2 separate regions of the Mus musculus genome follow, and region 2 is linked to region 1. The links are chromatin contacts, called in public promoter capture Hi-C maps. All regions are on one chromosome and are shown on one strand. The core of a region is the stretch at or near the end of the contact, and the rest is flanking DNA. Distances in the headings are between cores, read along the strand shown. Region 1 overlaps Pkd1l2 (polycystic kidney disease 1 like 2). Region 2 holds the start of Bco1 (beta-carotene oxygenase 1).

Region 1 (7,095 bases), core at 3,343-5,842:
CCAGCACTAGGGAGGCAGAGGCAGGCAAATTTCTGAGTTTGAGGCCAGCCTGGTCTACAGAGTGAGTTCCAGGACAGCCAGGGCTACACAGAAAAACCCTGTGTTGAAAAACCATAATAATAATAATAATAATAATAATAATAATAACAAAAAACCAAAAACCAAACCAAAACAAAACAAAAGTCCAAAACCATTACCAGAAGTTTTGCTAAACCAGAAAGTCCACGGTGTATTAGGGTCAGGGATACTGTGCACAACTGTCTTCCCATCTTGCGCAGGACGTTGCTGGGCTCAGTGGAATGCCTGCGTGGGGAGGCAGCTGCTCCACACAGACCAGAGGTTGCTGGTGCTCCATACCTTCTGTCTGCCACCGCTCAACTCCGCTGTCACCCTGCATTTGGCTATCCTAAGGGGCCAAGAGCTGGAGAAAGAGACAGAACAGTGCCTCTACGTGTCTGCTCCCTTGAACCTTGGGCCTCAAATCAGGTGAGGCCGCACTTGGGTGTCGTACCATCAGCCGGCACCACTCGGAGGTGGGACTGGAAGAGTGGGTCAACCAGTCTCACCTGTGCTCCCACAGGGGTGGCAACCTGGGGATCCACAACAAATGGCCTGAAGGGACAGCAGAAGTCCATCTAGAGACTTCATCCAGGGAACTGGAAAGGCCCCATCCATAGGATGTGGAGCTCGACAGAGACCTGGAGGCGGGGCTTGGGAAGAGGAGGAGAAAGGGAGAGGCGGGGCCTTGCAGATCCACGCATAGTCAAGTCTTCCATCCAGGAGCTCCCTGAGCAGGAGGGGACATGCTCACAGCTTGCTTCAAAACATTCTGCTCTCAGAGAGTCGGCCTAGCATCTTATCGGAGTCATGGTGGAAGCTTGAGGTAGCTGGGCCTGTCAGCTGGGTCCCTGCTGGAAGCAGATGGCTCACAGTAGTCAGAAACTTATTACAGATGGACAAACATCCTCTCTCAGGGGTGAGTGAACAGAACTAACCCCAGTGACAGCGTGGAGCTGCTGGAGGGTGGGGCAAGCCATTGCTCCTAGGACTGCAGAGGTAAGGCAGGGGTGGCTAGAATCCCCTCTCAACTATAGCCTGAGAGAGACAGAAGCCATGGCATTGACTAGGGGGGCACTGACTCTGCCATGCTAACCTTTTGGTAAGAAATAAATGAATAACCTTGTGCTCTCCTCAGCCCACCATCTCTCCTCAAACCTCCTGGGCCCCTACCAATGCATTCCACTGGCTGGACCTAAACAGAAGCCCAGAGGGTGGGAGCTGAGACGTGGTCTCTGCAGGGAGAGCTAGAGAATGGCCTGGAAGGTCTGTAGAAACCCACCAGCATGCTTGCACTAGGGGAGACACTCATAAAAGAATTAGGAAGTTTGACCGACTCATGAAGTTAAGGCTGAGAGGACTCGGGAGGCATTTGACATGCAGCAAATGTTAAAGTGACCTGTCAGGGGCTCCAGAGAGGGATGGGACATCATATAGAAGGTTCAGGGGGCTGTGGCCAAAGAAGTGATCTTCAAGTTCAGTGAGAGACCTTGTCTCAAACAATACAATGAAGAATGAGAGAAGATATTCCATACCAACCTCTGATATACATGTGTGGGCACACATACACAGACACAGGCACACACACACATGCACAGGCATGTACACACACACACATGCACATGCACACACATGCATGCACACACACATGTACACACACACCTGTGTACACACACTTGCATGCATACACATGCACACACACACACACACATGTACACAAACACACACAGAGAGACACATGCACACCAAAGCAAAAACACAAGAGAAGGCCCAAGGTTTGGACCCTGATTCATGGTTCTGTCCACCCACTGAGGACTGGTGTCACCTGGGACCAATCCTGCAAGTCCTCTGAGCCTGGTGTGCTCCCAAAGGGCTCTCAGGGCTCTGACATGTCACTCTCAGATCTACTCTGATCACACATCATATATGTGCTATGAAGCCACGGCACTGTCACTTTTATCAACACTAAAGTGGATCTCAGCAGTTATCTGGCTTTGTCCACTCCCTCTGCAGCCAAGGAAACCGATTCTTAGACTTTATGCAACTCATACAAGGCAAATCTCCCTAAGTGACAGGGTCGGGATGGGAAGCCAGGGAGGTGTCCTGCACTCCCACTGCACCCCAACATCACTGCAAGGGGAGTGACACAGAAATCTGGTCATGTCCTGACTCTTCTTTAGCCTGCAGACCAAGGCTCTGTCCTGGCTTAGGTTGGAGCATGGCTGGGTTTATTCCATCTTTCATTTGGACAAAGGCAATGTCCCACCTTCTCCACAGACTTGAGAACTGGGCAAAGGCCAGGCAAGTGGTCACAATGCCTGAGGGAGCTTTCTCTCTTTGTCCTCTGTACCTTCCAGCTGTGAGAAGAACTGCCGGCCAGTGAAAGCCGACCAAGACGTTCTGCTCACTGTCACCGTGGGAGATGAGACCTCGGTGGCCGTGTTCAGCTGGTACTTAGATGACACCGTACCAGAGGAGGTGAGATGTCACAGCCGCTCAGAAGAAACTGTGTCCTCTGAGAGGACCGGCCTTGTGTTGAATGCCGGGTCCTGAGCCAGGGCAGGCCAATCCCATTTGGAGCCAGTGCAGGGCAGTCAGGAAGATTAGGGACCTGAGGGAATTTCTAACAGGTGAATGAATACATAGGATCAAAGCCTATGGGGAGAGAGACACTGCTGCCCTCAGACCAAGCCCCCTGCTAGGATTCATACATCCCCCCGGCTGCTAGGCAGAGGATAGTGGTCTATGCGTGCCTCACACACAGCCAAGGTCCCATGGGACCATGATGAGAAGGATGCTGCTTTCTTCTTCTCTTCTTCTTCTTCTTCTTCTTCTTCTTCTTCTTCTTCTTCTTCTTCTTCTTCTTCTTCTTCTTCTTCTTCTTCTTCTTCTTCTTCTTCTTCTCCTCCTCCCCCTCCTCTTCCTCCTCCCCCTCCTCTTCCCCCTCCTCTTCCTCCTCCCCCTCCTCCTCCCCCTCCTCTTCCTCCTCCCCCTCCTCTTCCCCCTCCTCTTCTTCCCCCTCCTCTTCCTCCTCCCCCTCCTCTTCCTCCTCCCCCTCCTCTTCCTCCCCCTCCTTCTCCTCCTCCTCCTTCTCCTCCTCCTCCTTCTCCTCCTTCTCCTTTCTCTTCCTCTTCCTCCTCCTCTCCCTCCTCCTCCTTCTCCTCCTCCTTTTTTGGGGGACACTTTAATCCAAGTGCTGGGATTAAAGGCGTGCACCACACTGCACTTGCTCTCACCCTCTTCTCTGCCCTGTTTACTTGCCCAGCCAATTCCCCAGAGAGTTCACCCTGCACTTGTAGGTCACTTTTCTGATGAGCTGCCATTAACTCGTCAGAAAGAAATCTGACAGGCCCAGGGGCTCGGAAGCCACAGGGCTGAGGATGTCCAGGGGCCTACCTAACAGACTCTAAGGGCCTGAGAGTTCTTCCCTTGCAGGCTGAGCCCCTCCCAGCTGCCTGCAGACTCCGAGGATTTTGGCCACGATCACTGACCCTCCTTCACAGCAACTCCTCCGTGCTACTGCTGAACAGCAGCTTCCTGCAGACCTGGGGACCTGTTATTCCCATCCGGGTCACAGGTGAGGAGTGCTCACCCCATCTCTTGTTACAGGACCAGGACAAACTTGGAAACACTAAAATAAGGGGCTTTGGTCTGGCATGGAGCAAGGTATGGGATTTTCTGCCTACAAGACTTTGAGCAAAGGGTTTGACTTCATGTTGCCTCAGTTTTCCCACGTGTGGATCTGGGGTGATGTAAATGTCTGTCCTGGAATTGTCATGCAAGAAGATTGGCAGGATGCTGGTGGTACAGGCTGGTCATTCTAAGTCCACCTGTGTGTGCCACCACAAGTCAGGGTTACTCAGTGCTCAGACAGTCACAGAACAAAGATGGCTATGCTTTCTAAGAACACTTTCTTGGACTCTGTTACCTTAGTGCCAGGACTGCAGGCAAGCACTACCTGTGTGCCTGTTGGTTCTGTATTTCCTAATGCAGCCCACAGAGCAACCACAACCAGACAAACCGAGGTGGGCACTTGTGTGCTGAACATACCTGCTCAACCTCAGACCTCCTCAACCGGGTTAGGCCAAGATTTTAGTTGTAACCAATTAAGATTTTTCCTTTGTGGGAGGTGTAGGGATGGCTCAATGGTTAAGAGCACTGGCTGCTCTTCCGGAGGACTCTGTTCATAACTCCAGCTCCAGAGGATCTGTTGCTCTCTCATAGACAGACAGACAGACTGACAGACAGACAGACAGACAGACAGACATGCAGGCAAAGCACTAATGCACATAAAATAAAAAAAAGAACATTAAAAGGGAAAAAGATTCCCCTTTGCTCAGCTCTGTGGCCAGTGCTCTTTGGAACCCTGTGGCTGTGTCAGATGTGGTGGTACATTGCTGCAGGACAGACAGGGGCTCACAGTGCCGAGGGTATGAGGCTGAAAACAGATGACTTCTGGGTAGCATCCACCTGCTCCCAGCTCCAGTCTCGGCTCCTCCCTGGTGATCTGACTTCTGGGTAATCTGCTCATGTCATCCTATGAGGAAGTTATATTATTGGTTCCGCTTTTACAGACAACAGAGGTCAAGCCAAGGCCACTTAGATAGGAAATAGCAGAACTCCAGCCCCACATCTGCCCATTTCGTCAGTGAGCCTGGGGGCCTGCATCAGGGACAACTGTTAGATAGGAGTATTTGGGGGCCTACTCCAGAATCTCTAGATATGTCAGAGGCTGCTTGCTGGTCTGTAGAGCGCCAGATATCGTTGTTTAACAAGTTCCCAGGTCATCCTGAAGAGGGGTTAAAGTTTTGGACACACAGCCCCCTAAACCTAATGAATCTTCCCTTCCTAGCACTGACCAGCCACGCCTACGGGGAGGATACCTACATGATCAGCATGCTACCTCGACCTGAAGTGCCTGCCTGCACGATTGACCCGGAGGAAGGTTCTGTGCTGACGAGCTTCACTGTCTCCTGCAGCACTCCCGCAACCCTGGGCCCTGTGGAGTACTGCTTCTGCCTGCCCTCAGGTACCAGCCAGAGGCTCTGCTCTTCCCTCAGCTCCCAGACTCATCTTCTCTAAGAATGGGGATTGTCCATGTCAGGGAGATGCAGTCGAGTATGTTCTATAATGAGAGAGGTTGACAGGCTGAGGGACTCCTAAGACTTTGTCATCACCAAAGCACTGGCCCAGTCATCAGACCAGAAGGGCGGCATGCAATAGCAACATCTGCCCAAACCCAGCGACACAGTGACTTTTCCCAATGTAGGATATATAAAAAGGTTAAATGGATAAAGAGACACAATGGGTAGGAGCATACCAGGTCATAGTCCTCAACACACACACACACACACACACACACACACACACACACACGTGAAGGGGGGAGTTAAGGGAGAGGGAGAAGAGAGAGGAGAGAAAAAGGAAGAGGCAAATAGAGGAAGAGAGAGAGTTGGGGAGAGAAAGAGAGAGAAAAGGAAAAGGGAGAGAGAGAGAGAGAGAGAGAGAGAGAACAGAGAGGGAGGCACTGTGACTCTTTGAACATCTGAAGTTGTAGCTTCCTCAATAGCAGAGCTGGATCTGTCTCATAGAACCTTCCGCATGTCCACTGACCCTGACTTGTAAATAGCAGCAGAGAGTGGCAGGGTCATAAGACAAGCACATCTCAAAGGACATTTTTTTTTTTTTTTGCAAAGGTTCACAGAGAGTGAACCATCAAAGACCCTACCTACGCTGCATGCAAACCATCCAGTCAGCCATGACAGCCATGACAACCACGGCCAGACGGGCAATGGATAGGAAGAGGTGGGTGGTGCTAGGCAGCTCACTCCATTTACCATAGCATTTTGGTTGCCATAGGTTTCCCCCTGTGGCCTTGGGCATTTGGGGACTGTCACAGAAGGTCTGTGTGGGCCTTAGCTCAAGTGGAACTTTCTTCCCAGCTGAGGCACCATGAGTGGTGCAGGCATACTCAGCAAGACATCACATGGCATAAACAGTGTTCCCTGCCCAGGGCAAGGTGCGTGTAAACCCTTCTGAGGGAATATAGCCTGTGTGGGGTGCTCTGTCAAAGAATATGCAGTTCGCTGGGCCATTAAGGTGATAATGATAATGACTCGGTCTGACTGTGGACAGAAAACACACACACACACACACATACACACACGGCAAGTAGGCTTCATTTCCAAACACCTCCCCTCTGCACCCAAAGGGAGAGGCCAGTTTCCCCTTTGTCCCCATCTCCCGGGGCTCAGCAAGAAGGCAGGAGGTGTGGCCACACACACAACATTGACTGTTCACTTGCAAGCCAATAGCTTCACAGTTGTCTGAGCACTACACAATGACTAGAGGCTCCTGTGATGTGTGAGGCTCCTTTAAGGAAAAAAGATACTCATTTGCTCACTCATGTTTATAACAGACAGGTGCCCGATGTCAGGCTTTGTTCTGGGTGCTAGGTATGCGGCAGTGAGCACCACAGAGGAAATCGCTACCTTCACAATCTTTAACATCTAAGAGCAGAGACAACTGGTAAACCAAGACATGTCCCACAGGGGGGCACTGTTGAGCATAGCAACTGGGAGCATCTCTGCAGGTGCTGTGAGGCTGGGGTGAAGGGCGGGAGAATAGTGCCTGTCTGGACTCTTTCGTGTGTGAGGCACCAGATTCCATTACCATCACTGTTAAAACAAATCCCCAAACTAATGTGGACGCCAGGGGTGCTAGCTCATGTCGACAGTCCCCACACTTGAAAGGCTGGGGCAGGAGGATTGCCTTGAGCTCAAGATCAGCCTGGGCTCCATGGTGAGTTCTAGACCAGCCTGAACTACAGAGTGAGACGTTGTCTCAGAAAAACAAACAAGGGCTGGCGAGATGGCTCAGCGGGTAAGAGCACTGACTGCTCTTCCAGAGGTCCTGAGTTCAAATCCCAGCAACCACATCGTGGCTCACAACCATCCGTAATGAGATCTGACACCCTCTGAAGACAACTACAGTGTACTTATGTATAATAATAAATAAATCTTTAAAAAAAAGAAAAAG
Region 2 (7,095 bases), core at 3,425-5,924, 41 kb before region 1:
ATCCCAGTGGCGTGACTTTGTCTCCCAGAAACAGTCTCTTTGCTGAGAGAGACCTGACATCACCCACTGCCAACCGCTTTAAGCAAAGCTCTCTATTGTGACGTCCTTTTAGATTTAGACAGAGGAACCCACTATCTACCCTTCTCTACCTTCCCTCCTCTCTGCTGCTTCTCTTTATCCAGTCTTTGCTAGGTTTTGCTTTTGTTTTTACACAGAGTGTTGATATGTAGTCCTGGCTGTCCTAGAACTCACTTTGTAGACCAGGCTGGACTTGAACTCACAGAGACCCAGCTGCTTCTGTGTAGCTGGACTTTTGGCTACTTTGTAGGTTCTTTCTTTCACCTTCTTCTTCTCTTTAACCCTGTAACACTAGGTAGGAGAGAAGAAAGGATAGAAGGGAAATGGGGTGACAATATTGTTAGACGTCTTTCTGCTGATTAGGAGCATTGAGTTCTTTGGGGCAAGTTGACCGATGTCAGGATATCTAACTTCTTCTTTTTGTCTCTTTGTGCATGACAACTCAACAAACCATAACCAATGGCATCCAATCACCAACCAAACAGCCAGGACCCTAGCATTTATAGACCCTCTGACAAGTCCCCAGAACTCCAAACATCACACAATTGCAGAATTATCTGCAGCTGGTAAAACCATGCCCCTGCTATAGCACCAGACAAATCATAGTCACCTGCTGTGAAGCAGCCTCATATCCCAACACCTGGAATTAAAACAAAAACATAGTCCCATAATATCCCTGTGTTTTTAAAGAAACCAAAATTCTCACTACACACTTCTGCTTCCCAGGTGCTGAGATTAAAGGTGTGCACCACCACACCATCCTGGCCCTCAATTTCTTAAAAGCGACATGCGCTAATAAAACAATCAGTTTCAAAGCACGGAAACCATTACGAAATGCCTGTAAATGAAAAGATGCCCAACCTCACTAGCCATCAGAAGAATGAAATCAAAGCTACACTGAGAGTTCATCTAACCTCAGAGAAAATGGCAGTCATGAAACCTACAAGGGCTGGCCAGGATCCACTCCAGTGGGAATGAAAACCAGTCTGACCACTCGAAGTCAGTTTGAGGTTCCTCAAAAAGTAAAAAATGAAGGCTGGAGAGGAATGCTTGGTGCTCTTACAGAGGACCTGAGTTCAGTGCCTAGCACCTATGTTGGGTGGTTCCTAAGCACCTGTAACTCCAGTGCCCTCTTTTGGACTCCTGGGGTACTGCACCCACATGCACATACCCACACACAGATGTAAGAACATATACATCATTAAAAATAAATCTTAAAAAAAAAAAACTCATAAAACTAGATCTACCACATGACCCAGCTACACCCCCCTGGCTGTTTATACATCCTGGGAACACCAGCATGTCCGTGTTTACTGCAGCTCTTTCACAATAGCTGTCCTGGGACCCACTTAGGTGTCCAACATCTGAGGAACGGGTAGGGAAAATACAGTGTGTGCATACAATTCAACTTCCTTTCAGTTGTAAAGAACGAAGTTATGTCAAGTGCAGAGAGATGGACGGAGGCGGGGACTTTTATTAAATGAATTAAATCAGCCTCAGAAAGATGAATATTGTATGTTTCCTCTCATTTGTGATCCCTGGATCTTATAGAATAACATAAAATCATATACATATGCATACATACATGCATACACATGTACACACATACATATATAGAGTATACAGAGTCACTTAAAATAATATACATATACATACGTATATATGCACATACAATACATATATATGTCCGTGCGTATGTATATATACATGATATACACATAGAGTCACATAAAATCATATACATACATATATATGCACACACACATATGTAACAAAAGTAGAAGTGAAACTGTCTAGGAGACAAAAGAGAGAGGTGAGAAGAAGAGTGTGTAAAAAAAATGGAAGATGGCTTCAACATGATACACACCTGTATGAGAGTTATTAAAATAAATAAAACAGAAATCTAAAGAATGAAAGACCCCCACAAAGTACTCAAAACAAAATGAACATTCCCCCCCCCCATTTTCTTCTTTATCCCTTGACCCCAATTTCCCTGCACATGTCTCTTTTGAATTAGGTAGGAGGAACTTGATATTCTGTGTTTCTACCTCCGTTGTTACACAGTGGTGAGCCATTGGGGGTCCCAAAGGAGACGAGAGGCCTGGCTGGCAATCTGAGGACCCTTAGAGGACTGGGTTGCCGATGGGAGAGACACACAGCCATGATGGTTAGGGCAAGTGGTGTGCCCAGCTTGCTTCTTCTTAGTCTAGCCTTTTCTGGTTTTGATTAGAGAGGCATGTCTGAGTTCCCAGTTTGCCCCCTTTCTGGGTGTTGCTCATCCCATGGAGATTTCATCATAAGATGAAATGATGAGAAACCCTGGCCCCTTTCCAAAGAATCGTTTGCAGTGGGGCTGCATGAATCTTTCACTGGAATCCAACGGCATCTGAACCCTGCAGCACCCGTGTGACGGGAGGGACTTTGTAAGCCTTACTCAGCTAAAGCTTTGGGGGGTTGTGTGACTGGTTACAGTGGCATTATAGAGTCCTTGTAAGACTGTAAATCCTGGTTTGAGACAGGGAGGTGGCCAGGAGCCAAGGGTACAGCCACCTTCTGAAATCGTGTGAAAGCACGGCACTGTGTTCTCCCCAGAGCTTCCAGAAGAAAAGCAACCCTGCCAATACTTTGGGCATCTCCCCAGTGAGATCAGTTTCAGACTTCTGACCCTCCAGAATGGACAGAGGAAAAAAAACTCCTATTGCTTCAGGCCACGGAGTCAGTCAGCCTGGTATCGGTTACCATGACAACAGCAAACTCATGCCAGGCTCTTACCATCTCTGATGGAGAAACTGTGGAGAAGGGCCAGGCCATCAAACCAATGGTTGTACTTGCTCTCTCCCACTGTGTGCATCCCGGGCCCGTTTCGGAGCAGGGTCCCCTGCAGCCATGCTGGAATGCTGCCTGTGGAAGGATAAACTGTTTAGTTGCCAGATTCCATGGCCAGACTGAAAAGTCTCGGAAAGAAAGGGGTGGGGGTGGGGGGATGGAATGTGGGAGGGTCATAAAAAAGGAACTAAGTGCACGGAATATACTATTCATTATCTGTCCGTGTATTCCACGGTCCTATCTAGAAAAGGTATAATAGGGCAGGCAGTTTGCTAGCACTGAAGAGGACCAAGGAGGACAGACGCTGTCCCTACTCTGAAGTCGCCCGCTGTCCATTAAGAGATGGACAAATAGGCTCTCCAAATACATTTTGCCAGAAGCAGCGCTGCAGCCCTGAGCTGTGCAGAACAGAAGTGCCTTGCCTGGCTAAGAGCTGGGAAGCAGTGGCTTTCTGGAGGTGACAGGCAGAGTCTTGAGGGAGAACGTTTGCTTCACCACATGAGAGAATATTCTAGAGGCTGGGGAGATGGTTCGGTGGATAAAGTGCTTACCACACAAGCAGGAGGTCCTGAGCTGGCCTTCCAAACCCATGTGACAAAAGGTCAGCCATGAGAGATAACATGGGCTTGTTATCCCAGTGCTGGGGAGGCAGAGGCAGGAGGATTCCTGGGACTTGTTAGTCAGTCTAACTGGTAAGTTCCAGGTTGGTGAGAGGTCTTGCTTCAAGTAATGAGGTGAATGTGGACTTGAGGGTGGCACCTGAGCCTTAGCGTGTTTGAGTTTGAAGGATCACTTTCAGGAGCGCTCTCCATCAACTATCTATGAAGAGAGAGCCACGGGGAGCAAGCTGGTAAGCACCCCCCATGGCCTCTGCATCAGCCCCTGCTTCCAGGTTCCTGCCCTGAGTTCCTGTCCTGACTTCTTAGATGATGAACAGGGATGCAGAGAGTGGAAGCCAAGCCCTTTCCTCCCCCAAGTTGCTTTGTTCAGGGTGTTTTGTCACAGCGATGGTAACCCTGACTGAGAGACATCTATCTTGTCTTACGAAAACTTAAAGAGAGAGGGTTTGGAAAGATGGTGCAGTGCCTAAGAGCACACACTGCTTCCAGTTCCTGAGGGCCTGAGTTCAGTTCCCACTACCCACTGTAATCATAAGTGCCTGAAAGAGGCTTGCAGCCAAGCCTGACAACCTGGGTTCCATCCCTGGGACCGACATGATGGCGAGAAGCAGCTCCTACAAGTTGTCCTCTGGTCTCCCCCACTTGCACCGTGGCTATCGGAGCATTCCCAACACTCCTCTGGAGACAGTGAGAAAGGATTGCTCTCCCCGTGGACACCGAGTTACCGTGTAGAAACATACCCTATTGGTTACAGAGACTGTTTCTGGATACTGGCTCATCCTGTTGCCATATATGGGTTTCCAGGCTTCCAAAAGCAACTTCTAACATGGGGCAGGGGAGGTGGAGGTGGGAGTGGGGGTGAGGGATAAAGGGAGGGGGAGGGGGTGAGGAAAATGCCCATCTAAATACAGAAGTCTCACCTGTCACTTTGGCCTGAACTGGCTCCAGCTGTTCTTTCTTATTCTGGCCAAATATTATCTCCATGGAACCGGTGAGCGGCAGCAAGGGGGTTGTTACTGGAATAGACAAAGCCGTGTGTGCTCAAAGCCTCCTGTCTTCCTGCTCTTTGCTCCTTGACATCATCCTTGGTCCCTGTACACTCCGTCTCTTCCTCTGTGTCCCTTCCCCAAGCTGACCGGTGCTTCTGCCTGCTGCCGGAAGCTGCTGGGTAATTTATACAGTGTGTGTGTGTTAGGTCAAAGGTCAGTTCCCAAGCCATGTGTTACTGCTAATCTTTAATCCCATTAGTGTTTTTCCAACTCCTCCGCTCTGATTTCACTTTTAGCTTAGCCAAGGAAGGCTCCGCTCTGAGTCGGAAGAGATGATTTGGCGCGTTCTGCTGAGTTTGCCCGAGCTAGCCCATCCTGAGAACTGGATGCATTTATGGTTAGAGCAGAGAGAACAGCATTTGGGATCAGCAAAGGCTCTTCAAGCGAGGGGACCATCAAAGACATTGACCGCACTATTGCAAGTTGTGGGCTGGTGACATCTTTGCCTTCTGCAAACAGAGAGAGAAGGCTTTGATTTTAACCTGGGGCTTGGTTCGTTCCCACTCTTAAAAAAAATCCTATCAACGGACACTTGATTGGTTTTCTTTTTGGAAGGAGGGCTCAAAGATGTGTCATGTGCCCATTTAAAAAGCAAAGATGGGGAAGACAAAGACTTGGCTTTTTCGGGAACCAAAGAACAATTAAAACACAAAACAACGTCAGGGCCTGTGCACAAGCGAGGCTTTGAATTCTGCCCAGAGCACCCGAATGAATTCCAGAGCTGGGAGGCAGAGACAGGAGGATCCCTGAGGCCTTCTGCATAGCCAGTCCATCGGGAACCCTTCAGTTCAACTCAGACTGATAAGAGGGAGGACCCAAAGACTAAAATCCACACTGCATTTTTGAGAGCATAGGGTGGGAATTGGGGGATTCTCGGTTCCTGCTGCTCGAAGTGACGCCCTCAGCCAGGAGAGCAGCAGAAGGCTTCCACACTCCACCACATATACAGGAATCAAAACACCACAGGACACCTCGTGAATATGTATGATCTCCCTGTCTTATGTAATTAAAGAAATTATAAAACTAAAGATGCTTTGGGATTGGAGACAGGGATCAGTCAGTAGAGTATTCTACTTGCCAAAGAAAGACCCTGAGATCAACTCTCAGGACTCAGGGTTAAAAAAAAGGGTGGGGGAGCCAAGCCAAGCCTGGTGCTGGTACTGCCTGCTGTCTGCTGTCTGCTGTCTGCTGTCTGCTGCCTGCTGCCTGCTGCCTGCTGCCTGCTGCCTGCTGCCTGCTGCCTGCTGCCTGCTGCATGTATACAATCCCAGTACTCAGGAGGTTGAGGCAGGCAGCTCCTTAGCTGATGGCCAACCAGCTTAGCCCCTTGGTGAGTTCAAAAATAAATAGATAAGATGGATGGTACCAGAAAAGGCAACTGCCAAAGTTGTCCTCTGGCCTATAGACAAGCTCACACACACACACACACACACACACACACACACACACACACACACACACACACACACGAGAGAGAGAGAGAGAGAGAGAGAGAGAGAGAGACAGACAGACAGACAGACAGACAGACAGAGTTTGAGGAGAGAGGGAGAGAGCCACAGGGCTTGCCTTCACATAGCCCAACTGTGGAGGTAGGAGGGTGAGAGCTGAGCAGAGAGTCGTTCAGGGTTTTAGAACGTTCTAGAACAGGCTGTGCTTCCTCCCCTGGCTGCATGTTGTCATCACCTGGTGAGAGTTTGCAAAGTGCTGTCACTGGGCTGGGCTCCAGATCCACTGACTCAGAAGCTCAGTGGAATCAGAGGCCCGTGTTTGAGGAATGTCTCTACTGTGCACAGCTGGAGCTGAGGAGCCCATAGCCAGGGAAGAGACGGTGAGTTTGAATGAAATGGGGCTGCAGTTCCTGTAGGCCTGGGCCACGTTACTCTCTCTGAGTCTCTTTTTTTCATAGCTATGAAGCAGGGTGTAAGGCTATCAGAATCCCAAGATCCATTATCTTTTCTCTCTCTTCTAAGGAGGAATTTTTTTCTCTATTCCATATTTCCAGTAAGTCCCATGATAACCTACCTGCTACTTCATGCTGCTGTCATGTCCAAACACATGTATCCATGCCAGAATTATTTATTACAAACCATGAAAAGCTGCATCCTTGTATATCTGGGATACACTAAGAGCTCAGAAGAAAAAAAACTTACACTACTCCCCCCCCCCATAGCAGTTTTGCTAATAGCACTGAGCTAGCAGAAGAGTAAATAATGTCACATGTAACTAAGGGGGCAGAGGCAATTATGACTAACAAATAGTGTAGGGGGCATGTCTTAGTTAGGGTTCAATCGTTATGATAAAACACCATGACCAAAAAGCAAATTGAGGTGGGAAGAGTTTGTTTTGATAAAGATATGTTCCATGTTCGTTATCAAAGGCAGTCAGGACAGGAACTCAAATAGGGCAGGAACCTGGAGGCAGGAGCTGATGCAGAGGCCATGGAGGGGTGCTGCTTACTGACTTGCTCCCCATGGCTTGCTCAACCTGCTTTCTCATAGAATCCAGGACCATCAGCCAGGGTT

What was found. Promoter capture Hi-C pulls out the DNA fragments that hold promoters and counts their contacts.
Region 2: a contact with region 1 is called in a promoter capture Hi-C map of macrophages, with 5 read pairs. The contact joins the promoter of Bco1 here to the enhancer-like site in region 1. A contact is called at or near these places in 4 of 39 promoter capture datasets (the HPC-7 cell line, embryonic stem cells and macrophages), 2 of 484 Hi-C or Micro-C datasets (the HL-1 cell line and nephron progenitors), 4 of 115 datasets of contacts at active chromatin or transcription factors (the HPC-7 cell line, embryonic stem cells and microglia) and 3 of 9 other capture datasets (adipose tissue, liver and pancreatic islet).

The regions. Positions count from the first base shown.
Region 1 is chr8:117,052,853-117,059,947 of GRCm38.p6, reverse strand. It overlaps Pkd1l2 (polycystic kidney disease 1 like 2), which reads left to right. Exons shown (of 43, transcript NM_029686.4): 11 at 279-486; 12 at 2,415-2,535; 13 at 3,493-3,634; 14 at 4,910-5,086. Among named protein-coding and RNA genes, the nearest start is that of Gm15395, 24 kb to the right of the region's middle. Within about 2 kb of position 4,592, at least 63 of the 459 cell types and tissues checked have an H3K27ac peak or open chromatin away from gene starts, as enhancers often do. A contact at or near this core is called in the HPC-7 cell line, adipose tissue and macrophages, where this site is marked.
Region 2 is chr8:117,093,444-117,100,538 of GRCm38.p6, reverse strand. It overlaps Bco1 (beta-carotene oxygenase 1), which reads right to left and starts at 4,674. Exons shown (of 11, transcript NM_021486.3): 1 at 4,445-4,674; 2 at 2,851-2,979. The coding sequence starts at 4,508.